Linked DNA regions of Mus musculus: regions 1, 3, 4 and 5 are each linked to region 2. A link is a contact called in public ChIA-PET, Hi-C and promoter capture Hi-C data. All regions are on one chromosome and are shown on one strand. Each heading gives the region's core, a stretch centred on a gene start, on an enhancer-like site or on the middle of the called end of the contact. The rest is flanking DNA. Distances are from core to core; before and after follow the strand shown.

Region 1 (4,835 bases), core at 505-3,004, 290 kb before region 2:
ACACCAAAAATTAAGAAAGGAACGAAGGACTAACTGATGTAAAACTATCTTGAATTAAATGAGTAATAAACTATGGAAAATAAGCTTTTTAAGTTTTTGCTATTTGATCAATATATTTTAGTATTACGATCTTAAATGAGCCCATCTCCAGTAAATATAAATTACGGCGACTATGATCCAGTGATTTGACAGGATTTCTTTTCAAAGCAATATTTCAAATTAAATCAGACTCCAAACAGTTCATATGTAAAACATACGCTGAGGGACATGAGGACTAAAAGAAACAAGATTTCATTCTATAGATGTAACTGAGAGTTTTAAATTTTTTTAATTTTATATATTACTATTATTGTGAGTGGTGTGTGGGCACATGTCTTCCTTTATGTAGGTCCTGACGGTGGAATTCAGGTCACTGGGCTTTTAAGACAAGAACCATCTTGTCAGCCCTTATGGGGCTTTTAATCAGAAAATAAATGTGACCTATGGTACATTAATCACAGCAGCAGCTGACTCTAAAGTGTTTGTCAAATTCACACTCCTCCTGGGCTTAGAATCACCCCAAGGCTGATCATCCCAAAGCCACTAAGGGATGAATAATAATTAAATTATCGGTGTTGTGTACGTAAGTAAACATTCCCAAGCAAAAGTTCATCATGCCCTAGAATTACTATTTTTTGAAAATCATCTTTCTTTGGCAAGTGACACTATCGACTGAAAGTTCTAAAACAGCAGTTCTTAACCCGTGGGTCCCGATAACCCTTTGTGGTTAAACAGCCCTTTCACAGGAGTCACGCAATCAGGTATCCTATTAGGCATTTACATTACAATTCACAAGAGTAGCAAAATGAGGTTATGAAGTAGCAACAAAAGTCATGCTATGATTGGGGTCCACACACCTGAGGAACTGCATTAAAGGGTTGCAACATTAGGAAGGTTGGGAACCACCGTTCTAAAAGAAGAACTGACTAAAAAATCTCACATGAGTCTTTCTATGCCTTGGCAAAGAAAGCTATGTTTCCTCACTGGCAACAAAACTTCTTAATGTGAACAGAGTCATTTGCAGGAAGTCTGCATCACCTCAGCCTGTTGCCAGGATTCTGGGTCTGTTGCATGGACACCATGTCCTCTGGCACCTGGGCATGCCAGAGCTCTACGGCAAGAAAACTAATTAGCTTTGTATATGATCACATTCCCAAGAGCGTCATAGCCACCAGCATCTCTCTATGGTTGGATCATTCTTCTCTCTGTGGTGGTGATATGGAGTATGATGGTTAAATGAGAATGTCCCCACAGTCCTGGGCATCTGAACACTTGGTCTGCAGTGGTGTGGTGCTTGGGAGATTTAGATGTCTTGCTTTGCTGGAGAAAGTATGTCACCAGAGGCAGATTTTGAGATTCCCAATTTGCTGTTTCATGCTTGCAATTTGAGATGTGAAGTCTTGCTTTGCAGCTCCAGATACCGTACCTGACCGCTGCCATTCCACCCCTCCATGATGACGACGGACGCTTAGCCTTCTAGTGCTATAAGCCCAAGTACTCTATTAAAAGTTGCTTTGGTCATGGACTTTTATCACAGCAGCAGAGTCTAGACCCAAACTTGCTGACTGGCAACAGACATGGAAGTAAGGAGCAGACCACCAGTTTCCCTGTTTCCCTTGGTATTTTCTTTAACCTCCTCCTGTGGAGGGAGCAGGAGTTCCAAAAGTGGTAGCTCACTGACACAAAGCTATAAGTAATAGGAAAAAAAAAAGAGCTTTCACTTTCACATTGCTATTTAACAAGACACCAAAGCAAACCGTGTTTACCAGGTCTGTGAACATTTATGACAATGGAGCCTTCATGGACGGATATCACAAATAAATTTTCATCTGTTTTACAATCATTTGTATTACACTTTCAACGGGTCACCTTGAGAGACTGTCCTATTAACAATCAAAAAGGGTTACCACTTCTTCTGTCATAAGACTGCAACCTAACTATAAAAACAAAACAAAACCAAGGTTTGAGGTAGCCTAAAGAGTGGATAGCCAGTTTTAAATACTATATTCACCGAATAAGCTCTCAGTATAAACTTTGTGTGACTGTGCCTTCTTAAAGTTTAGATGTGGAAAATGAATGCTTGAGACTTGGGGGATGGCTCAGTTGGTAAACTGTAAAGTGCCACACACATGTAGGGTCTGAGTTCAGTTCCCCAGCACCTAAATAAAAATCCATCACAGTGCAAAATCCTTGTAATCCTGCCACTGGAGGCAGACAGACACGGGCCTCCGCATTGTTCTCCTAACAGCCATTGAGTTCTGTGCACCTGACAGCTTTCCCAGCCCAAAGCGCCAGAACCATTCTGTAATCATCCCAATACAAACACGTTAGATTTGTCCAGCAAGACCCTACTTCTGGGAGTAAAGTCTGTCCTGGTTTGCTTTTAATTGTTAGGATAGAATATTCTAAAATGTTCCTAGGAAAAACAACTTGAAGAAGAAAGGGTTTATTTCATATTACAACTCTCAGGTCACAACTCATCATTGAGGGTAAGAGTTCAAGACACAAACCTGGATCAGGAACTGAAGCAGAGATCATGGAGGAGTGTTGCTTACTGGCTGGCTTCCCCTATGTCTCACTCAACTTGCTACTTTGTACAACCCAGGACCCCTGCCCAGGGGTGACACTGCTCTGAGTGTCACCTCCTACATCAGAAAGAAAATGCCTTACAGCCTTTGCAACAGTCCAACTGGGTGGAGGCACTTCCATCATTGAGGGTCTTTCTTCCCAGGTGACTCTAGCTTGTGTCAGACTGGTCAAAAACTTCCCAGCACCACTAACACACACGTTTCTTTCCAGAAAAGCTATCAAAAGTCAAAAGCTTCTCAAGTTGTGTTTTTGCATATTCATGATGATCATGGCAACCTGCTACTTTTTTCAAAGTTTGATAAGATATACTGCTTCAAATATATAGATATATAGATATTGTGTATGTGCATTTATGTATCATACCATTTATTTCCCATGAAGGTAATTAATCCAAAATAATATTTTCGCTTTATCCATGCACTGTGTCATTAAATATCTCCATATATAATCAAATTCAGTAAAATGGCAATATGGCTCAGCAGTTAAGAGTATATTCTGCATAAAGATGAGGAGATGAGTTCAAATCCCTACACACATATAAAATAAGAGCTATAACCATGTACGTCCGTGACCTCAGCACTGCTGGGGTTAGGGGGACAGAAACAGAAGGATCGCCGGAGATTGCTGGCCACTAGCCCAGCTACAAGTCCAGTTATAGACTCTACATCAAAGAAATAAGAGGAGAGGTATAGAATAAGATACTTGATGTCCTCCTGTTGTAAATATAATGAATGTATTATAAACATAAATGTGTGCATGTGTACACATGTGTTTCATATTACATTTACACACACACACACTCAGCTACAATGTACTTATTTTAATAAACATGTAGAACAATCTACATCAACTATAAACTATTCCCTACCAGTTCTAATGAGTAACATCTACCCAGTTCACTCATTTCTGAAAGCTATTTTTACATCTTTCTGGTTATGATGAGCTGTTACTTTAAGTTGGGAAAGATACTGCTTTAAATACTTGTGTGTATCTGTATAAGTATCTGTGTGGATACACAAATGTTTATTTCTTACTACTAGTTCTACACAAGTTTAAGAATAACAAGAGAGAGATTTAATACTTTGGAGGCATTTTGCCTGAATCCACTTATTCACTAAATTATTTTTTTACTAATAAAGGCCACAGTAATTTCTTTATGTGTCAGTTGATTCTAGTTTTTTTTCCAAGCAGTTTTACCTGCTTTGACTTCATAACATTTCAATGTCATGGCACAAAATATTTACAATACCAAGTTTTACCAGCAGCATACAATGCCACAGGGCAGAGGGAGGATTATGAAAATCATTTTCTCCTCTAATGATTTATACTTAGGTTATTATAAACGTTTGCCCCTGACTTACTAATACTGGAGAGGCATGGCAGCACAAACTCAAACAGGAACAAAGAACTGAGATGGTGATCCTTGCACGATGCATGGAACAGGAGGGAACGCCCGTGCACTGGGAAGGGCTCTACGTCACGAGGAGAGACGCTGCTTTTGCTGGGGCTGTAACCAGTGCCTTACTCTTGGCTATCATCCACTGAGGGGAGACCATGCAGGGCTCTCTCCAAGGCCCTCTGCCACCAGGGTTCAGAGACTCCATTACACTACGGCATGAGATACTCTGAGGTAGTAGGTGGTAGAAGGCTATGTTGGGGAAGCAGCTGGCTTTCTGTCTCCACTGAAACAAGGTGGCATGTTCTTCAATAGTAAAGATTTCTTTTAGAAACTGTTTTCTTCTGTCTTGACTCCTTAAATGCCAGGCCCTGGTACATACTATCTACACCAGTGCCTGAGGCTTTGTTGAAATGGATAATTACAGGTTGAAACCCCCTATCTCATATTTTCTCAACTTGATAAGTTTTCAAAGTGTAAAAGCCTAAAATAAATAACCACTCAATACCTGTGGAAATTTGGTCCACTGCCCTCACAGGAGATGGAGAAGGAGATAAGATACTCATATTCAAGAAGCCTAAAGCACAGTTAAAAATGAGACTACAATATACTTGAAGAAATAGTAGAGCATGAAAAGGCTTCAATAAAGGTGAATTTTATGTGTTAGTTATTCATCCACATATGAAAGATAATCTACCAAAGTTCAGAATATGTGTCATTAACTGAGAGAGACTTTTCTGGGTCCTCAAAGCTGTTTAGGATTTACCATGAGTGACACAGACAATCCCAAGTAGGAGGGCCTCTAAGATGA
Region 2 (5,314 bases), core at 1,623-4,122:
ACTATTAATTCGCCTATTAAGAAAAACGAAGTTTGCAGGTAAATCGAAGGAACTATAAAACTTATCCCGTGTGAGGCAACCCAGACTTCAAAAAAAAAATCACATATTTTCTCTTATATATAGATATTAGCTTTTATATGCTTTACGAATTTTTTGATAAGTTTCCTACAATCCAGATAACCACACAGGTTAAGTACTTAGTAAGTCCATGGTGGAGAATGTGATCGTGCAGGAAAGGGGGAATATGGTGTATTGTGATGGAGAGATAAAGGGGAAATGGAATAAGAGAACTAAACTGGGAGGGAGCCAGGAGAGCAGGAGGTAAAATGGGGATCACAATGTTTCTCTGTGTGGCCACAACGGCTGACTTACAGGAGGCTAACAGAAGGAACCTGAAAACCAGCCAGTTTAAACTGGGAGGGGAGTTTACTAATAAAATCATCCTGAGGCCTTTGAATTATTTAAGAGGGAACATATTTATTAGCTTTCTATTTAAAGTGTATGGTTTTTTTTAAGACTTTATTTATTATTTATTTTATATGTAAGTACACTGTAGCTGTCTTCAGACACACCAGGAGAGGGAGTCAGATGTCATTAAGGATGGTTGTAAGCCACCATGTGGTTGCTGGGATTTGAACTCAGAACCTTCGGAAGAGCAGTCAGTGCTCTTAACTGCTGAGCCATCTCTCCAGCCCCGATTAAAGCAGTAAAAGAGCGGAGAGTGCTGGGCCCTCAGGCAGAGGCAAGTGGGTCTCTGTAAGTTCGAGGCCAGCCTGGTCTACAGAGAGAATTCCAGGACTACACAGAGCAAGCCTGTCTTGAAAGACCAAAGACAAGAGTCAGAAAAATAAAATGTTCATACAATCCAAACAGGCCATTCCTATTCACCGTAAATGCTTTATAATCTTTTGGAATGTGTGTGTGTGTGTGTTAGAGAGAGAGAGAGAGACAGATAGACAGAGAGACAGAGAGACAAAGAGACAGAGAGACAGAGACAGAGAGAGTGTGCGGGGAATTAAAGCCAGGACATCCTTCCCACACATGCTAGGCAGGCGCTCTGCCCTGTGTGGCACCCTCTGCACAGTCCTCTCTTCTTTTTATGTTGAGACAGTGTCATTAAACTGTCAGGGCAGCCTTGAACTTTTAGTTTCCTTTGCCTCAGCCTCTCCTCCTAAGCAGCTGGGATTAGGAGACTGCTGTCTCTAGACCCCACTTCCAGGAGGATTTTCTTTGAAAAGTCCTTTTCTGAGAGGACCCCTATTGTCTCTGCAGATTGGCCTTTGTTTCGTTTTTCAAGCGTTTAAACGCCTTGCCTAAGAATCTTTTGCAGGGAAGGGGATAGTGAACTGGGAAAACCTGGCTCTTCCTTTCGAGATTCCAGTAACAAACATGTCATAACTATAAACGCCAAACTTGGAGAGCGCAGGAATGGAAGGTCAAACACCAATGAGAGTTAGATGGTTTTGGGTTTGCTCTAGTCTGCACGGTGCTCCCCGTCCCCTCACGTCCGTGCTTTTCCTCAGGATGATGCCTTGCCAGAACACCGGTGTGCTGCAAGGTGCTCAGCTCCAAATCGGGCTGCACCGCTTCAGCTTTCCCCATCCAGCCAACGCAGGAAGGCCTGGAGCTACAGAGTTTAGAGCCATCTCTCCGCTGCTCATTAACCAACCATTCCAGCTGTCTGTAGTGGGTTTTTTTCTTCTCTACACTAAAATGAGGACAGTCCAGGCCCTTTGTTAGACTGTTCACACCACCATGTAGCCACCTACCGAAGGCCAGTGGAGAATCGGATCTTCACCGCTGTAGTTTCGAGCTTAATTTTAGTTTCAGAATTTTGGAATTTCCCCCCTTTCAAATAGGTGCAATCTACCCTTATTTGTTTTATTTTTATTTATTATTTTAATACTATTTTCTCCATCATTGCTGCATGGTTAGTGGCAATCTTAAGCTGTTTTGCCAGCTTTAAAAAAAAAAAAAGCTGTAATACTTATCATCTGTACAAAAGGTAGTCAGGACGGTATAAGTACTAGGTGGTTCTGCCGTAAGGTTATCTCCACCAAGCACCCTACAGCTCGGCTCTGCTGTAGGTAGGTAGGCCCCGTTTCTCTGGCCTTGAGAATGTTCTAGAATTCTCTCAGCTGGCCTAGCTTGTTTCTGTAAAGCCTACAAGAGAAACGCTCACACTGCAACCTAAATTCCACGAAGGGAGGGATATTCTCTCGTGTGGTCTGGTCACTGCTGTGTCCTTTGTACCGGATAATTCGGGCATTTATTTGAAGGGGCGGGGGGGGGGGAGAAAAAAAACGGAAGAAAAAAACTAAGTCCTGATGGCTGACGGGCCGGCCCGTGAGGCATGAGGTGCGCCTTCCACATGCACCCGGACTCAACCTTCTCAATGTGGCTGAAAAAGAGGGTGAAGGGGCCCGGCCAGGCAAGGCCTGCTCTCTAGTCGTGCCGCCCGTTATTAATTTCTATTTCTGCGGGCATTTTGTAAATTTTAAATTCGGCCGCCAAGCTTTGCTGACGGGATAACGCCATGCCTTCGAGGTGCCATTTTTGAGGTAATGACTTGAATAAATGCTTTCCTGACAGAACTCTGAGCACCGTCCTGCCCAGGACTTATTTCACAGGGGCTTCGGACACGGTCCTGGGGGGGCTAGGGAGTGGCAGGAGTCGGTCCATCTGTCTGTCAGTGAGGCTCGGGCCTGCTCGGCAGCCGAGACCCTTACGTAGATGTCGCGCATGCTCCATGCGCACCCCTCACGCACTCCGTGGGCGACGTGGGTCCCCTGGCCCCCCTTGCGAGGCCCTAGCGCTGCCGCCTATTGGCTGTAGCACGTCACGAGGCCAGCCACGCACAGTCATCCCCCCGGGGCGCGCAGCCCACGCCTCAGTGACTCGGCGACCCTCAGCACGCTCGCTTCGGGACTCCGCTGTCTCCGTGGCCGTGGGCTCTCTTTCCACCACCGCCTCGGCTTTTTTTTGCCCGTTGGCCGGCTAGGCAGCCACCTCACGTAGCTGCCCCGTCGCGTGGCTTCTGCTCCACCTTCGAGGTTTTACCACCCGAACTCTGGCCGCCATCATGGTGAGTCGAGGGCAGGCCCCGGGGTGGCAGTGCAAGACCAGCCGGAGGCCGCGATTCCTTACGCGGAGGTTTAAAAATCGGCCTTTTCTGGTGTAGCACAGAGAAGTGGGGAGAGGGCATAAAGAGGGTCCTTTCATATTTCCGGTTCTGGGTTCCTCCCCCACCGGACAGCCCCCAGGGTGAGGCCTGGAGGACAAGAGTGGCGGCCTTGCTGCCTTTGCGGCCTACACCAGCACTGAGGGGTTGCGGGGAGATGGCGGGCAGCCCTGGGGACCTCGGGCAGCCCCGGGGTGGGCCACGTGCACGGCCTGGGCGTCACGTGACGGCTCTTTCCCGCCTTTGGGCCGCGGTGCCCGTAGGAGCAGGCCTTAGGCGAGGCCTGCCGCGGCCCAGCCCCCACCCCGCGGCCCAGCTCCTCCGCACGAGCGCCCGGGCTTCCGGGTCGGAGCGCCGCAGCGCGGGCGCCTCCGCCAGGTGGCGCCTAGGCTGGCCGCGCCGGGTCCTGCGGCCTGGCGGCTTGGCCGCGGCGTGGAAAGGACCCGGAGGGCGTGGTTATCGGGAGGCTGAGGGCGGGCCCTGTCGCCTGGTGACTGTGGGTGGGGTGGAGGCGGCTTTGCGGGAGCTTGGCTTGCGTGGGCTGGGGGAGGAGCCAGAGGCCTGAGCCGGGCGGGGGTCGGGGAAAGCGGGACCGGACAGCTCTGCTGTAATCGCCGCTGCCGCCGCCAGCAGACTGACTGAGGCGTTGCCAGGCTAGCTTGGGCTACTGAAAACAAACGTTGATAGCCATTTAATCACAAATCCGTTAGATGTTGCATGTTCGTTTAAAATTTTTTTCCATTTTAGAGGTAAAGGAAGAAATTTATACTACTTATGACCGATGTTAACTTAAGTTGGAATTCAAATTAAGCATTTATAATGTGAAATAGGTACTTGTCTATCACAATAATTTAAATCGCACAATATTGGACCGTTTTCTCACTACATTAGGGTTAAACATTTGATAACTGCAGATTTTTATCTATTGGCCAGTATTTGTAGCATACATGGGAATTTGCTTAGCATAGTGATTTAATTACATTTCAAAAATGTGAATCCTGAAATCTTTAATAACTATTCTCAGCTTCTAGCTATATTTGATATGTGGATTTTCCAATACAATGAAGTATGGTACTGTACAAAATAGGCAAATTTTTGTGTGCTGGCTCATTGCTGGTATTCTAATATTTCTCATAGCTAATTCAGAGGTATAATTAAATATGTCTTAAATTTAATACAGTTTGTTTTCAGTATGCTATTATAGTCCATTGATGAGTAAGATACTTTCCCACCAGGGTCAGTAGTGGGCATTTAGGTGTGTGGAAATTTACAATTATTGGGGACAGCAGGGGGCCATATGGAGCCCTTTAGAAGTTCAGGTCAACTCTGGCAACATAAGACGTCATTTAAAATAAATAATTGTACTCAAGAAGTAGAGGCATGAGTTTGAAGCCAGCCTGGTCTACATAGCAAGTTTTCAGGACAGCCAGAGTTACATAATAAGATCCTATCTCTTAAGTATAAAATTATACTTTCTTAAACATCAACCTGACTTACAAGTATTTGGTTGTAGAGTGGTTTTGGTCATATTTAAAAAGTAACTAAAGCATCTATCAGTTGTGGGTGTTTTACTTATTAAGCATACAGTAGGAATTAGGTCTTATTAAAATGGATTCTTTGCTTTCTTGGTTTTGAGTGCCACCTACTGGATAAGGACTAGGATATGGTGTGCCTTCTTTAATACATAATACACTATTATTTTGAGACCGATTTAATATTTACTCTGATGAAGCAGGTAGTTTAAGCCCAAATCAAGCATCCTATAATATTTAATGCTTTATTTTCCTCCTTATTAAACTTTTCTCAAACGTCCATTTTACTTTTTTATAAAGAATACAATTAGAAGACATTTGAGATTTTTTTTTTCCTTAATTTTTAAGGCAGGAAATCAAGATCTTGAACAATGGAAAGCAAATTCTTCCCAACAGTTATTTTCCTCTTCAGTTCTAGAAGTACCATAACAGGATTTTTCATCACATCCCTATACAGGTTATGGTCCTAGTAACACATTGTTTGGGAATCATTTGTTATGGAAATATCCCTGGCTTCCTACCAGATGCCAGAAATTTACCTCACTGTTGACATCCAGAAATGTTCCTAGACATAAGTACCCCTGCAGTACTGAGAGTCAGT
Region 3 (4,854 bases), core at 2,102-4,601, 260 kb before region 2:
TAAAGCTTTGTAAGCAAAATGCTAAGCAATACTGTAATGCCTTGCCTTGTCCGCACAGCAACTATTGCTGAAAGAGCACATTTGGGGGCAGAGGCTGGGTGACTTCTCCTCATTTCATCTTTATAGTTAATTCAGTCTTCCTAGTATACTCCATAATTCAAAAGTAGCTTGCTTTGGTTTTATTTAATTAAGTAGATATGTCTAACAAAACTCTTCTTAGGAGAAACTCAGATGATAATTTCCCTCCTCCCTCCAACACACAAACAACAGAAGCACTGCAGCCCCCCAGCACTCTGGAATAAGTGCCAAGAGACAGAAACAGCAGCATCTTCCTGCCAGGTGCTGCCAGAGACAGCAACTGTCTACGGTGGGTGGAAACGGGGGTACCTTCTCTCTTGGCTCTGCTTGCTTCTCTCTTTCAGTCTGTCATCACTGTGACCTGAGCAACAGCCACTATAAAATGGTCCCACTTCCTAATAATACTTGTTTTTATTGAATGCACTATGAAAATTAAAACAGTTTCTTCTCAGAAAGTAGTGCTGGAATCAGCCTTAAAGGAAAACCAGAACTATGAAGTTGCAAAGCTGAAGATGTGAGCTATAAGTTTAGTTCATAGTACTATAAGAAAAAATAAATAAATAGAGGACTGAAGACAACACATCCACAGAGAAGCAACTTCCCTAGAATATCCATCTGGGCAACACTGCAACCAGGTGGACTGGAAATAAGAAGAAAAGGAGATAACCATTCTGAATTCTTGCAGTCAAAAAGAATGCCACTATCTGACACAGATCTCAGAGGTGGAGGAGGACAGAAAGAAGGTGGCTGTGTGCTCTGGGAGAGCTCCTGGAGGCCTAGAGGATGGCTGGGCTCACAGACCCGAGCGGCAGCCCCTTGAGGGAACTGACAGCCGCAGTATCTGTTTCTTCTCTCTGTTCAGTTCTTAGAAAGGAACAGGGGCTGAAGGAGGCAGCCGCCATGGAAAACAGTGGACTGTGGCAAAGCCCTAGGAGTTTAAGAAAACAGAACATTGTGGCTCTCTTATTTATAGCAATTCTGACCAAAGCAGGGATAGGATCAGCAAAGAGCCTATTCATATATTTGTTGAACTTTAGATCTGCAGATAGAATAAATATCAATTAGGAGACAGTCAAACACAGCTGTTCCCAATACTAGCTTTGCTCTGCAGGAGCAAAAGGGAGGCCCACTATTTTCTCTCAGTTTGAAAGAACTCCTGAAAATTTGGCTGTTATTCCATCTACTCAAAGAATCTTTGCCTGTCTTCTAAACAAGAGGGAAAAACAGGAACCCAAGGGTCCCTTCCTTAAATCCAATGGGGAAATAGTCAAAGGCAAGATATACTTATCCACAGTAAGACTCTTTTAGACTCTGTGTGAGAGAGTGTGTGTGTGTGTGTGTGTGTGTGTGGTGTGTGTGTGTGTGTGTGTGTGAGAGAGAGAGAGAGAGAGAGAGAGAGAGAGAGAGAGAGAGAGAGAGAGAGAGAACGAACAAAGAGGAGTGCCTCTATGAGAAGAACAACCGTCTGGACTCTTAAGAGCTCTGGAAGACACACCAGGCAGATTTTGACAAGAAAGGGGGAATCATACAATTCTAGAATCATACAATTCTCCTGTGGTAGTCAAGTCCTGTGATATTTCTCCATCTGAAAGGAGAAATGTATCATCAGCCCCATAAAAGTCCCTCAGGGCCTGTGGGAAAAGTCTGCTGCCCCTTGGACAGTCCAAGGAGAATGACAGCAAAGAATGCTGAAAGACCCCAGGTGACTTGTCAGGCCAAACAGTGTGAAAATGCACTTACCAGTTACCCGTGGCTTCTCTTCACCCATGCATGGAGTGTTTTACCCCAAGACACCTATGCCAGAAGTACAGATATTCTCCTCTTACCAAGTTCCACAGTGGCTCAGCTGGTCGGCAGAGGAGGGCGTCATGGCAGACAGACACAGCTATACACAGAGAAGTTAGGAAAGAGCTAACGGCCATATAGATTTAGGAGGTGTTCAAGTACTGCTTTTTTTTTTTTCTTTACTTATTGAGACAGAGTCTCATGTAGCAGGGGCTGGCCTTCATGTAGCTGAGGCAGACTTATAAGCTTCTGAATCCCCTGCCTCGACCTCCCAAGTGCAGGGATTTAAAGGTATATGCCGCCATATTTGGTTTATGTGTGGTAATTGGGGATGGAGTCCAGGGTTATATGCACGCTAGGCTGAGCTACAAACTCCTTTAAAAACTTTTAATCAGAGCTAAGAATGACTGCGAAGTGAGTCTGTATTCCGGAGTGACTCCAAGGTTGTTAGATGACTTTGTGAAGGCACACTGACTCTTGACTGTCCTCACAGGAGATGGACTCAGATGTCCTCTCTCTTCCTATCCTTCAGGTCTTTATGGAAAGGTGTGTGTTCTACTCAACCTTGATTTTCAAGAATCAACACCAGTAGTTTTTACACTCTCTGAGGAAGCCCAAGTACAGAGCAGGCCCCTAAGTGCCAAGTCCACATATCTGCTTTTCTAAGTTCATTTTCCTAGCCATCCTCTCTTCGCTCAGCTTCACCTCCTCCATCTGCCCTTCCCTTCACCACAGCACCCTGCCAGTCCCAAGCTTCTCCAGTCTTTTTCCTTCAACCCCGCCCGCATTCAAACTCCACCTTCTAGAGCAACAACTTTTAACTCAGAGCCTCTACTCTCTCTCTTCAAACTATTCTACTGAAATGTGATTTTTGCCAAAGCCATCCACTATCTCTATCAACATCCTAAATGCCAAGAGTATTTCTGAGTCCTTACGCTATCTGTCAGTCAGAACAGCACTCAGTAGCTACTGAGCACCCGCATGCCAACATGGTATTCTATATGTCAGAGATGTCAGCTAAGTTTCTTAAGCTGACGCTGTGTGCAGACGCACACTGGCTGGAGAACGGCAGGTGGTATTCAAACCTCAGTCCTGAAGCCCAGGCTCAGCTACAGCTTGCTTCTTCCCTTGCTTGCCTCCCTCCTCTCTGCCTTGCCGAGTACTTCTCTTGTGTGTAGTCTTAAACACTGACATTGGCAGGATTCTGTCCTTGCCTGTTTGTCCCTGGGATGCTCACATGTCTTGGTGCAAAGGAAGCTCCAATTCCCCAAATTTTAAAAGAAGTCCAAAAAAATCCAGAAACTGATTCATTCTGGAACACGGGATGTCTGGAAGTTCAATAAAAGTCACCATTCTTCAGGAACTTGTGGAGCTAGATCCTTCTAGCAAAAGGTTGTAAACTTTACACCAGGCCAACTGTGATCCTTACCCTCAATCCCACACCTCAAGCTCCAACGCTTCTGAAGCTAGAAACCCGGCAAAGATGTTCCAGATGAGGTAACAGGACAGCTTATTTAGAACAGAGTGCAAACACGTGCTCCTTTTTAACTAACAGAAAGTACTGGATCAGACTTTCAAGCAACTTTTTTGGCTATTTCCATTTCTGTCTTCATTTGTTTGTACATGTGTTTGTGTTTAATTTTTGCATTTTGTTGCCACTATTTCATGTGCAATGTATTAGGAACATTGGCTCATGAAAAATATTACTAGAAAAAAAAACTAACTTTATTTGACCATAACTTTTATAAAAAAGATAAGCAAAATTAAAGGGAAATGTGACAGTTGACACCATATTGTGCAATAAAATGTTTTCCAAACATTCTGGCAAGGTTTGCTCGGTTCTGACTGAGGAGACAGCCTGAGCGCGAGCAGGACGGATGACTGTGTGTGACAGTCTACTTTACCCTTTTACAAGGTCTCTGCTTAAACTTAATTTGCGTTACGAAAGAAAAATACAAAATTCTTTGATTTTAATACACATAAAACATAAATAAAAGCTATGAAAGAGCATTTTCAAGGGCTGGAACAATGTTTCAGCCGTCAAGAACATTGGCTGCTCCTCCCGAAGCCAGATTCAACCGTCAGCGTATACATGGCAGCTTACAACCATCTGCAACTCTCGTTCCAGCAGATTTGACACCCTCTTCTGGCCTTTGCAGGAACACACATGGAACACAGACACATATAAATGTGAAACCCTTACACACGTGGGTTCTGTTAGAATTCCAATTGCTTTTTTTTTTCAGGCATGCCTGTCTTTCCTTCACCTTAAAAAGTTTTATTATAAATGGTTTCATTTCTTAGAGTAAAATTTTGATTGCTAGTTAAAATACATTGCATTTTATCCTTTAAAACAATTTGTTATCAATACCCTATACAGCAATAATATAATATCCAGAGCGAGGACATGACCCCATGATAACACCCTCAGAAACACCTAGACGGAGGTACAAATAATCCTATGTCACAGAGAAATGAATCGAGGGGTTTTCAAGAAAGGTGGCTATTCCCCAAAGTGATGCTACTAAAAAGGAGCAAAGCAACCCTTGGTATCTTTCTGTTCTAGAGAGCGTAATTGTGAACAATGGGCCGGTTTTGTTAAATCCAGAGCACTTTAAGGCTGAATAAACAGAAGGAACAGAGCTAAGGTGAAGATTCAGCAAATGACTGACTTCTGAGAAGCAAGATGGTAAAGGAGACCTGGAGAGTTTCCAAAAGAAAGTAATTTCAACTGTTCTCATGCAACATTTCCCTTGCAAATTGTGTTATTAGTGTTTATGTATAAAGGGTTAGTGAACCCCTGGCTTCACTAATTTGAAACAGTCACCATGAAAGCTAAGTTTGCCGCTTTAAAGAACAACATGGCAGGTCTACTATCTAACCTGTCAATATCATTTCTAGGAATTAAAGTGGAACCCTACTAATTCTCAGATGTAAGTGTAGCTAATCAAGGAAGCCTCTCTTCACAGCAGATGGAGACCATCACACAAA
Region 4 (5,313 bases), core at 1,934-4,433, 320 kb after region 2:
GCCTGTCGTCTATCTGACAAGTGTGTCTGCATAAGCCCAGAGCTAGGGTGAGTGAGAACGTCTGGGTGTGTCTAGTCCTAGTGAAGTTATGAACAAATGGCGCTAGATGTGGAGAGGAGGAAGTCCCACGTGCACAATCTCGTATACCGACTCACGAAAGTGGTATTTGAACTAATAAATCCAGAAAAGCCTGCAGGACCTGTACTTTTATGTTTGCAACAACAACAACAAAAAAAAATCCAGGAGAGAGAGAGAGAGAGAGAGAGAGAGAGAGAGAGAGAGAGAGACTCTCTCCTCCTCTTTGCCTCTGCTACCCTCTTAACTCCACTCCCCATGCCCTGAATAAATTCTATTCTATACAAAAAAAAAAAAAAGTCTGTTGAGCAAATGATACCAAAGAAACTGGCCATTTGCTGAGTTCCAGCCTCAGCTTGAGAGAGGGTCCTAAGAAGGGGGTGTTTGGGAGCAGCAGTAGAATTACTTGCAGTCAGTGATGGATGCAAGCTGACAGCTCTGTGATCTGCTTGAGAGATAGCTTTCTCATGCAGACTAAAGCCCAGTCATTTATTTGCATAAGCTACTTCCTTAGACATTGCCTATCAGTTTAATCATTTACCTCAGGTTCCCTTTTGACTATTCCACAAATCAGCATTTTGTGACCCTTAACTCTTAGAAATAGAAACTGAAATACTGAGCACTTTCAAGGCATATATATATATATATATATATATACATATAGTAGTATATATATTGCAATATATATTTATATATACTGCAATTTTATGAGCTCTTGTTTGTGCTGATGCAAGCAGCATTGAAGCTCATTTTTATTATTCTTAACCACTTCAATATATTCTTTTAATCTTTGGATCATTTCTTTTTTAATCTCAGTAACTCCAAGGCTTATTATGGAAAAGTATTAAGTGATCCCAGAAAGTAGGAATATCATTAAACCATCACCTTTTTTCTGGATACCAAAGCTTTGTCCATTCCCAACCTCTGTTTGGATCACAAATATAACTACCTCCTTTAGGGAGTAGAGTATATGGATCAAATTTAGTTGTTGACGGCTTCCATGGATGAGATCACCATTTTCCCACTAATTATATAGCCATCTATCTGAGCCTTATTTTTTAACTCTTCCTTTTCTCTTTTATGATTCAGGTTTTCCCCTCTATTGCCCAAATCATCTCTTTTCTTAATATCTTTCTGACAGAGCTGACTCATTAGTGTAGCTGCCTCCTGTTCTTTCAGGTCTGTGAAGACCCTCATACAATTCATATTGCATCCTTATATTTTGCAGAGTTGTTAAATCCTGTAAAGAACAGTTCTCACACTGATTCATGTATTCTTGAACTCATGTTTTCAGAGTTATTTCCCACAGCCTTAAGGGCTGTCCTGAAGGTCACAGCACCATCATTTTGCTGAGGATCCCCAGAAACATTCTTGCTTCCTGGAATCACACTGTTTGTGATTATTATGGAGCCATTAACCTTGGTAGGGAGAACATTCTCAAAAAAGAGGAACATGAAGTAAATCATGTGCTTTATTATGCAAACAAGCCTTATGACTAGATTACCTATCAGCACTCAAGGAGACCCACATCATGCTGTCTCTGCCCCAGGGGTGGGAACTGTATCACATCATCACTTCGGCGGTCATGCCAAATCCGGCAGGCACCCACACAAAAAACAATACATGTGGACCCTTCCTTCACATTCTGTATAAAAGTTAAGTAAAAATGGATCACCCATGTTGACATTTGGCCTCCACAAACGTGCTCTCGTGTACAGCACATAGGCAAACACATACAAACAGTCCCCAAAACATGAGCATCAATTGATGATCACAGCAGCTCAAAAGTAAAACTAAATATCTATATGGACAAACAAAAATATAGTGTATCCATACAGTGCAATAAAGAAATGATACATGCTGCAACCCTGAAAACACTGGAGTCATCTTAAGTTAAAGAAACCACAACGATGGCATATACTTCATGACTTTATTTATATGAAATATTCAAAATGGACAAAACTTTAAAGGTATAAAAAGGAGGATGGAAAATGGATGGTAACCTACAGGGGTTCTTTGTGGGATGATGAACCTGTCATAGAGTTGGACTATGCTGTTGCTGAGATATAGCTCAGTTGATAGAGTGCTTGCCCAGAAAACATGAAACCCTGGGTTTCATCCCTTGCACTGCATGTAACCAGCTGTGGAGGCATAGCCTATGCTTCTAGCAACTGGAAAGGTAGATCCCCAGGTAGCAGGAGTTCAAGGTCATTATAATGAATATATATGCATATATATAATATGAATAATATATACTAATGTAATTATATATTAATTATTTAATATAATATAAGCTATATCTTATATTTACATTTGCATTTATATAAACAAAAATTTATATAAATATGCAATTATAACTTTTAATTATAGTAATTAAAATATATTTATAATAATTATTATGATATACTATAACAAATTATGTTAAAATGTTATATATAATTATAATAATATTATACATAGTATATTTAATATAATAATAATAAGCAATAATAATTTAAATCCTCTGAGATAGAAAATGCTCCTTGACTCTTTTCCATGAAATCTTTAGCTTGTCTTTCATTTTAAATTAAATAAGGTAAAAAAAAAATATATATATATATAGGCTGTAGTTCAACTACATTAACATAGTTGTTGTATGCTATCAGTGAGGAGGTTCACAGAGTCTCCACTATTTCCATGTGTAGCTATTTCTGCTGCTTCATCTCCTTAGCTGCAGTGCCCTCTGCTGCTTAATGCTGATAGAGATCTTCTGCTTCTGGAGAGCCACCTTCAGAAAAAAACCGAGGCACAGAAAAATTCATGAATTAAAAGCACCATGTTAATTTAAGAAAACATTCATAACTCACACATCTTGAAAAATACCTATCCAGGAAAGAACTGATCTTAAACACACAACTTCATAGCATCCTTTGCAGGATTAGCACTCTGGAGGCTACTGTGTACATTCCAGACTGAGGGGCTAGGTGTGTAGTACAACAACGTATCCCTGTCCGTCATTAACATACCAGGGACCAGTCCAGCGATGCAGCACCAGTGCCCAGCACATAGTGGACCAGCAGTGATGCCACACTCTGTGTCCTGATCTCTCATCCTGCTCTAATGTGCAAAGGCCACAGGAAGCACCTGCCTACTGTGGGCAGTGCCGTTGAGCTTGTGGGAGACACACCCTACTTCCTGCCCTCAATAATCTCGTCCAGTCAGGGCGAACGTTATCAATGAAATTAAAGTCTATGTTAAAATCTCCTCGGAGTAGGGAGATGGGCAAAGGAAACAGCCAATCCTACCAGAAGTGGAGCTTAAAACTGGGCTTGAACGGATGGATCATGGGGTGGGGGAGGAAGTCTGAGTGAAGAGCCAGGGAACTCAGCGCTGCTTAGGTGTGATCAAGGGAAAGGGCCCCAGTTCATGGTTGTGGATGTCGGACACTGTGGACAAGGGCAGGGGTGATTATTCTCTTTCCATATCGCTCTTAGGCTTCTCTTCAGACAGTGGAGCATTGTACATGTTCACTCACCACTCAAACGCTGGCTGCTGCCCTTCCAAGCAACAGCTTCGTAAGCCCATATATGCATCTGAGCCGGAGCCGGAGCCAGAGCCGGAGCTGGAGCCACGCCCAAAGCCATGAAGCCTCCTTGCCCACAACAATGGAACCACCACGGGAGACAGGCAGGAGTGCCACACCAGAATATAGCAGCCACACAGACATGTCGCTAGCGTGCCCTTCTCACTCTCAAGGAAGAAGGAGGAATTCTGAAAAGGCCAAAAGCAGGCCTTACCAAGAAGCTAGTTGATAATCAGTGGGTCTCTGGCTGAGAATAGCCTGGGAACTTAACCTTGGTCACAGGAGAAGTAGTAGGGAAGTGACTAAGATTGCTTCTGGGTGGCTCCTATACAGAAGCATGTCACACCCGGGGCACATCTCTAACCTATGCTGAAGGATTCTTTTGGGGGGTTGGTGGTAAGAGGCCCACCTGTGTCCATTGTAATTCATACATGTACTTAGAGTTGGGTCCCAGAGTCTGGCGAGTGTGAGAGGGTGTACCAGCCAAGACTCCACAGTTGTGTGGCCTTGGCTGAGCACAGCGGTGATGCCTGTCTTTCCTTGCACCAGCTCTTCATCCCCAGTCCTGAATACTTTCTGCCAGCAATCATAGTCAACCTCTTTAATGCCTCAAGTGCCATTGCCAAGCTGGAGACCTGAGAGACCTAGAACACAGAGCCACCCTGACAAAGAATGGAAAAGAATGTGGCGACCTAACTAAACGGCTACTCTGTAACCCATAAGGCTAGATGTTGGCATGAACCCACAGCCCACAGCCTAGAGTAAGTCAGTGGTAAGGGTGCAGTCATTCGAGGGAAGAGCCCAGCGTCAGGGGTAAGTGCAGACTCACACTGCTCACCCGAGAAAGGGGCACGCTGTGATGCCTGCCGCCCACGTCTGTCAGGAGCATAGTAAGGCAGCCTTAAACCACTCACTGGGCTGGGGGAGATCACTCCAGCTCTGAATGCTTTTATTTTGACATTTACTGTTGCGCCTCTCATTTCTAATTGTGCTCACAGGTCACTGCAGCCTGCAAGAGATTAGCACTTGTGGACCACAGTGGTGTCAGCATTAAAACCAACACCCAGGCCTTTTAGATCCAGGAGACTGATAGTTCACCTCTGGGATGAACTCAAGTGTAAGGCACAGAGACAGAACTATGACAGGATAAATCCTCACGGAAGAGAAATATGGAAGGCATCACTACAATAGAAGTCTCTATTTTCCAAAGCAATCATTACTCAACCATCTTTTGAAGAGTAAAGATGTTGCCCACCCCTGAAACTCCAAATGCGTTTAATATGGATCCCTGAACATGTGCAAGGATTGTACTAAATTGCTTTCACAAACGCAAATTATTGCAATCAGCATCTTGTTTTCTAGTTCTAAATTCAAAGGCAAACTATTAACACAAGACTGCCACTCTTGCTATTATCACACGTCCTTCCTAACAAAACCACATCTCCAGATGGACTGACGACAAAATTAGTCCAGTGACTCCTAAGATACACCACCAAGATTGACATCCCAGAAACTCATAGAAATGAAGATGATGCTTAAACAGAGGACCCACACACACACCCAAACACACCTTTTCTAGGGAAATAGAAGTGGCTTTGTTTACAGTATAGCTCAGCGAGGCCATTCCGAGAAACAGTGGGACAGCTGGGTTGCTAGCCTGTCAGCATACTGATTAG
Region 5 (5,008 bases), core at 2,106-4,605, 390 kb before region 2:
AGGCCCCACAGTAATTAGTTCAGGCTGTCTAGAACAACAGCAGCCAGAAGACACTGGGTTATAGAAAAGAACTGTGGAATTAAATCCACCTATATACTATAAGATGTATTAACATCAGAATGGAAGCCAGTAACAGTTTTGCATTGGGGACATGGGTGCTTATATTTCCATGGGAAAAGATACTATCAAAACTTATAAAGATTAAAGTAGGAGAGTCTCCGGAAAACCTTGGTCACCGATCCAAAAAGTGCTTATTTCATTAAAAAATATCTCTATTATAGTTTTCCACTACACCCAGCATAATTAATGGCTTAAAACAGAGGGAAAAATGTAGTGACAATTCTGGAATTTTGGTTTCTTTAAAAAAAAAAGAAAAAAGAAATAGCATAAGAATATGTTTTTATTTTAATCCTGGGTGTGAGATATGGGGCTGCTTCAGATTGTCCACAGCAACTGGCTGTGATTTGCCTCGTGCTCTGGTAGGGGCATGATTCTGCCAGCTGCAGATAGTTTCTGTGGTTGTGTGACGTTTGGAATTCTGGGGACTTTTCAAAGGGTATATAAATGCTAGTGGTCTGGGAGGCGGGTGGTTGTTGGTGGGTTGCTGGTTGAATGTTGTTCGTTGTTGCCTGTTGTTGATTGTAGTTTGTTAAATACTCTCGTGCACAAAAAAAGAAACAAGAAGTAATCAGATATCCTGCTGGCAAAGATCAAACTTGCCCCAAGGAACTCAATCCCCTAATCAGCAGGAAGTAGTCTAACAATAATAATGACACGCCTTTCCATCCTGACTTTATTCAGGGATCTCTTTCCTTTCCTCTCTATTTTTTTTCTCTCTCTCTTATCTAGTGTTAGGTGGCTGAAAGAAAAAGGGTGAAGACGGGTGGAAGAAAGGATTCATAAAGTAGCAAAGACAAGCTAAGCTACAGGGCCCCAACTCTATTTGAGTGACAAGGACAACCTCCTTATTCTACCTTAAACTTCCAGCCTAAGACTGCATCCCTCCCCACAGTCTGGCTCCGGGGTCACAGGGCCCTGAGGTGCCAGAGGTAAGCAGTCAAGTCTCTATGACTTCTTTCCCATTATCCAGAAGCCATGGCTAGTAAAAGCAGTCAATCAATCAATCAATCAATCAATCAATCCAACAACCAAAAAAAAAAAAAAATCCAGACCCGCCATGTCTACAAAGGATAAACTTTTGTGGAAGATCAATTTACTCAGCGTGGAGAAGTGGCAGCATATGCTTAGTATGTTCAGAGATGTTCCTGTGTTTACTCTGTGGGCAAAACCATCACCCTTATCTTGGCTTCATTCACACACACAATGTGACTTTTTTGTTTCTACAGGACCCAATAGATGTTTGCCATTTTTTTGTGAATTCCCACCTAGGTCTCCATTTTCCTGGGTCCTCAATGAAGATTTGCCTATTGCCTGTTGTTCCTGCGCTGTCCTGGATTACACAGACCCATATAGACAGACAGACAGACAGACAGACACACACACACACACTCGTGGCAAACCCATGGGGATTTGTACCTAAGGTAACTCACATGCTGCTCCCTGCGAACAGATGCAGATGATGAAGGGCAATCAACCTGCACACTACCCTGACTGTCCCCACAACTCCTGAAGCCCCAAAACAAGGATCGTGATTTTGTTTACCAGCGGGATACAGTTCGTTACAGAGTGAGCCAGAGAGACCTTTACAAAAGAATTGTTTCCAGAAGCCTGTAAATCATAGCCTTACTCTATCCATCTTGACAAATGTCTTCTCTTTCCATTTGGATGATGAAGAGCGCACCTGATTCAGGCTCTGCTGACAGGCACTGTCCTCAGTGACAGGTGGCATATTCCTTAGGGCAGGAACTAGAGAAGCAGTGGACACCCACTGCTGTGGGAACCCTCCTGACACTGTGCCTGCACTTCTCCACTACTTGTTAAAGCATATTGCTTTAAGGAGACCAAAAGAAGCTTGGCTAGGTAGCACCAACATGTTGGATGTTGAGACTTCAGGCACCCACAGCTTCCACATCCGGAACAAACATGTCAGTGTGAATGATGGCAACTCCCCCAGTTTTCTGTTGTTTTGAGACAGAGTCTCACAGTGTAACACGTCTCGGTCTCTGAAGTGCTGGGATCACAGGTCCACGCTCAGTTTCGACTCCTTTAGTTCTAAGATCCCTGATTTTAGGCCTGTATGAGCCTCAACAAGTTACATGTCTTACAATTACAGTCACTTGACTTGCATATTGTATGATAACCACCATTATTACAGACACAGCCATATTTTCACTTCACTGTATTTTAAGTCACCTTTAGAGATCATTTCTAGAGTTTTAAACGTCAAATTGAGTGCTATTTGCTAAGTTTAAGGACCACTAACAATGTTCTCCATTACTTTGTGCATCTAATTATTCTGTGCTATTTTCCATTCATTTTTCTCCCTATCCAGAGTTCATCTCTAAGAGCCTCAGCTACTGAGTAGTGTTTATCTATTATCAATGGAAGAGTTTTCCAATGAGACTCACACCTGGCCAAGGGCCGATGGAGATGGGCATTATTAGGGGGAAGTGAGCAATGCACTGGGTTTAGGAGCACACACCTGCATGAGCATGGCCCATGGGAGGAAGGTCTGTGAGGTCAGTTGCAGGCCACCTAGTATATAAGTGGATGTCCCAATAGCTGACCAAACCAACGCCCACTGAACACTTAGAACCTCTCTCTTCCAAAGGGAAACAAAGTGTGGTATGTGGGAAGCATTAGATGGCAGGATTCTTGACTCTCAAAAATACCATGAAGTTTCACTGGTTTCGAAAGAAAAGATCAGACTAAAAAAATTAACTGGTCCAGGTGCCCTTCACTATGAAGGAGAAAGATTCTCAGACGAAACTGAGGCATTGGCCATTGGTGGCTCCGCAGGGAAGTATAACCTGCCCCCGCTCGATTCTGCTCACAATTGCAGGCAGCATGGCGCCCTTGGCTGGGGCGGGGGGAGGGGGTGACTCATGTGTGCAGAGGCCAGTGTGGGGTCTGAGCTTGCATCACAACCATCCTAAAAGCCGGACAGCGACTCAGGTGACTTACATTTTAGCAGTCATTTAAAAAGTAATTGGCTTCTTGAAAGAGAACAGGTTTTAAAAGTTAAAGTTTCACTAAAAGCATGTACTGCTATTGGAGAAATATCATAAAAGATATCTTTAATGTGACCACTACAACATACAGTGAAAATCTATGTACAAGGTGCGGCTTCCACCCGGCTGCCCATGCTGACACAGCACATCTTCAGCCAGGCAGCCTTAGTCACACTGCACATTGCCCTCAGCTCCTGGGTTCTTACATTCTGCTTAGTAAATATGGCTCAGCAAGCACGCCAACAAATCCTCTGCAGCGCCAAGACTGGCAAGCACACACAGTGAGGTGTGCACATTCACCATTTCACCAATAAATACAAACTCAGCAATCCAATCCAGTTCCCCCGAGTGAGGGAACTGCCTGTTTCTGCTGGAATACGGCAAAGCACTGCTCTTCACAGTGGGACTCAGGGCGTTTTGTATACAAAGACAGCATGTTTGGGCCAGGATAGAGTTTCTTGTTAAAGAGTTTATTTGCCTTCACACGTGGGTTGCTACATACATTCACAGCAGTGATGGGCTGCAGTTGGGTATTCCAGTTGTGCTCCGACAGACATCCCAGCTCTCATCCTGATCAGTGAGCCAGTGCGCCTGCTGACTGGTTCTCGGTGGGAAGTCCACAGTGACTGGGAGGACCCTTAGTCTCCATTTTCATCACTGGCTTTCTCGGGGATGGCTTCTAGGCTCCGGCGTGGCTTCTGGGCCTCGGAGTTTTCAGTGCCTGGTTTGTTCAGTCCACAGGAAACAGCTGCAAAGTGGATCTGCTTCAGGTTCTCCAGGGTCTCATTCTTAGCATATTTCAGAAGATCCGCTTGCCCCTAGAACAGAACATGGAATTAAACAGCATTAGACGGACAGAATGTTGCTGGACACCCTCACGGCCATTCTGCAGACATATAGGCGTTGTGATTCGGCAGAAGAGAGGCTTGGTTTTTATCGTTACCACATCCGAGGAGGTCGATTTTAGTCAGAAGGAGACGTGTTCACCACCGCACTCCACAGTCCTCTGCCTTTCTGCATTTCCATGTAAGACGTGAACACATCTCTACTACATTGCAACTATTCTCTAGACTGTTACACCATATTTTTCAAGGATGAGACTACGTAACCAATCTTGGTTGTTCCTTTTAATATTCGTTTTAATAAGTAATAAAAAAGTGTTCAAACTCATGAGCCTCTGGGACCATTTCACATTTAAGGTATCCCATGCAAATAATAAGCCAATTGCCATGGTAGATCAGTGGCATAGCTGCCTGAAAATTGTACAGGATACTGGTGACATGGGCTTTTTGAGTGTCTCCTGCTCCTGTAAGTAACTCCAGTAAGTCACTGGTTCTTCCAGCTGCACTTGAATCAGATCTTTGGTTCATCGCCGCCTGTTTGTTTGCCTGGTGGAAAGGGGATTCCGCATAAAAGGCCATGTAGCAGTATGAAGTCAGAGAAGGACACACACTAGTGAGTGGTCCCGTGTGTCTAGTTTGTGCCCTTTCCCCAAACTTACCTGCTGACTTACAGTATCAGAACCAGGAAGTAACATTTGTCCAGTGTGCCCCTTAGTTCTGTTACTTTATGTATACGGATGTGAAAAGGAGGCAGGAGTGGGGCACAGTGGGTCACTGTCTAGTCTGAGCTGATAATGGCTCTATGCAGTTTGTCTACTCTGTCAGTCTTGCCTCTGGAGGCTGGGTGGCCTTGTGCAGCTTAGGGTGCTGAGGAGCACTGCTGCAGCTCGAACACATCTCCTGTTCCTCGCTGACAGGTCTTCCCACTACACTCCTGCCTTTTCCCCCTACTCTTTCTTTCTTTCTAAGACAGGGCCTCATGTAGCCCATGCTGGCCTTTAACTCACTATACAGCAGAGGTTACCCCCAGATTCC

The links. Promoter capture Hi-C pulls out the DNA fragments that hold promoters and counts their contacts. Hi-C and Micro-C count contacts between places; a contact is called where the count stands out from the background. ChIA-PET counts read pairs in DNA pulled down with a chosen protein or histone mark.
Region 1: an RNA polymerase II ChIA-PET map of memory CD8 T cells shows a contact between it and region 2, with 8 read pairs. The contact joins the enhancer-like site here to the promoter of Dazl in region 2. A contact is called at or near these places in 8 of 39 promoter capture datasets (HPC-7-derived erythroid cells, cranial neural crest, embryonic stem cells and 5 more), 1 of 484 Hi-C or Micro-C datasets (pancreatic cancer cells), 2 of 115 datasets of contacts at active chromatin or transcription factors (effector CD8 T cells and memory CD8 T cells) and 4 of 9 other capture datasets (adipose tissue, embryonic stem cells, liver and 1 more).
Region 3: a contact with region 2 is called in a promoter capture Hi-C map of liver, with 4 times the contacts expected there. The contact joins the enhancer-like site here to the promoter of Dazl in region 2. A contact is called at or near these places in 14 of 39 promoter capture datasets (the C10 cell line, the HPC-7 cell line, HPC-7-derived erythroid cells and 10 more), 3 of 484 Hi-C or Micro-C datasets (adipose-derived mesenchymal stem cells, liver and muscle stem cells), 1 of 115 datasets of contacts at active chromatin or transcription factors (effector CD8 T cells) and 3 of 9 other capture datasets (adipose tissue, liver and macrophages).
Region 4: a contact with region 2 is called in a Hi-C map of Th1 cells, with 2.4 times the contacts expected there. The contact joins the enhancer-like site here to the promoter of Dazl in region 2. A contact is called at or near these places in 8 of 39 promoter capture datasets (the C10 cell line, the HPC-7 cell line, cranial neural crest and 5 more), 2 of 15 datasets of contacts at CTCF or cohesin (large pre-B cells and pro-B cells), 20 of 484 Hi-C or Micro-C datasets (B cells, CD8 T cells, the N1E-115 cell line and 12 more), 6 of 115 datasets of contacts at active chromatin or transcription factors (acute myeloid leukemia, embryonic basal ganglia, embryonic stem cells and 2 more) and 4 of 9 other capture datasets (adipose tissue, embryonic stem cells, liver and 1 more).
Region 5: a contact with region 2 is called in a promoter capture Hi-C map of liver. The contact joins the enhancer-like site here to the promoter of Dazl in region 2. A contact is called at or near these places in 8 of 39 promoter capture datasets (the C10 cell line, the HPC-7 cell line, cranial neural crest and 5 more), 2 of 484 Hi-C or Micro-C datasets (bone marrow-derived macrophages and hematopoietic stem and progenitor cells), 1 of 115 datasets of contacts at active chromatin or transcription factors (embryonic basal ganglia) and 4 of 9 other capture datasets (adipose tissue, embryonic stem cells, liver and 1 more).

The regions. Positions count from the first base shown.
Region 1 is chr17:50,577,525-50,582,359 of GRCm38.p6, reverse strand. The region is part of intron 1 of Plcl2 (phospholipase C-like 2); the gene reads right to left. Among named protein-coding and RNA genes, the nearest start is that of Plcl2, 70 kb to the right of the region's middle. Within about 2 kb of position 1,754, at least 40 of the 459 cell types and tissues checked have an H3K27ac peak or open chromatin away from gene starts, as enhancers often do. A contact at or near this core is called in memory CD8 T cells, where this site is marked.
Region 2 is chr17:50,291,178-50,296,491 of GRCm38.p6, reverse strand. Dazl (deleted in azoospermia-like) reads left to right here and starts at 2,872. Exons shown (of 11, transcript NM_010021.5): 1 at 2,872-3,085. The coding sequence starts at 3,083.
Region 3 is chr17:50,556,903-50,561,756 of GRCm38.p6, reverse strand. The region is part of intron 1 of Plcl2 (phospholipase C-like 2); the gene reads right to left. Among named protein-coding and RNA genes, the nearest start is that of Plcl2, 50 kb to the right of the region's middle. Within about 2 kb of position 3,351, at least 11 of the 459 cell types and tissues checked have an H3K27ac peak or open chromatin away from gene starts, as enhancers often do. A contact at or near this core is called in adipose tissue, liver and muscle stem cells, where this site is marked.
Region 4 is chr17:49,966,496-49,971,808 of GRCm38.p6, reverse strand. No RefSeq gene overlaps it. Among named protein-coding and RNA genes, the nearest start is that of Gm52302, 65 kb to the left of the region's middle. Within about 2 kb of position 3,183, at least 40 of the 459 cell types and tissues checked have an H3K27ac peak or open chromatin away from gene starts, as enhancers often do. A contact at or near this core is called in CD8 T cells, the HPC-7 cell line, the N1E-115 cell line and 5 more, where this site is marked.
Region 5 is chr17:50,686,653-50,691,660 of GRCm38.p6, reverse strand. It overlaps Plcl2 (phospholipase C-like 2), which reads right to left. Exons shown (of 6, transcript NM_013880.3): 6 at 3,167-3,949. The coding sequence ends at 3,770. Among named protein-coding and RNA genes, the nearest start is that of Gm41598, 100 kb to the left of the region's middle. Within about 2 kb of position 3,355, at least 6 of the 459 cell types and tissues checked have an H3K27ac peak or open chromatin away from gene starts, as enhancers often do. A contact at or near this core is called in liver, where this site is marked.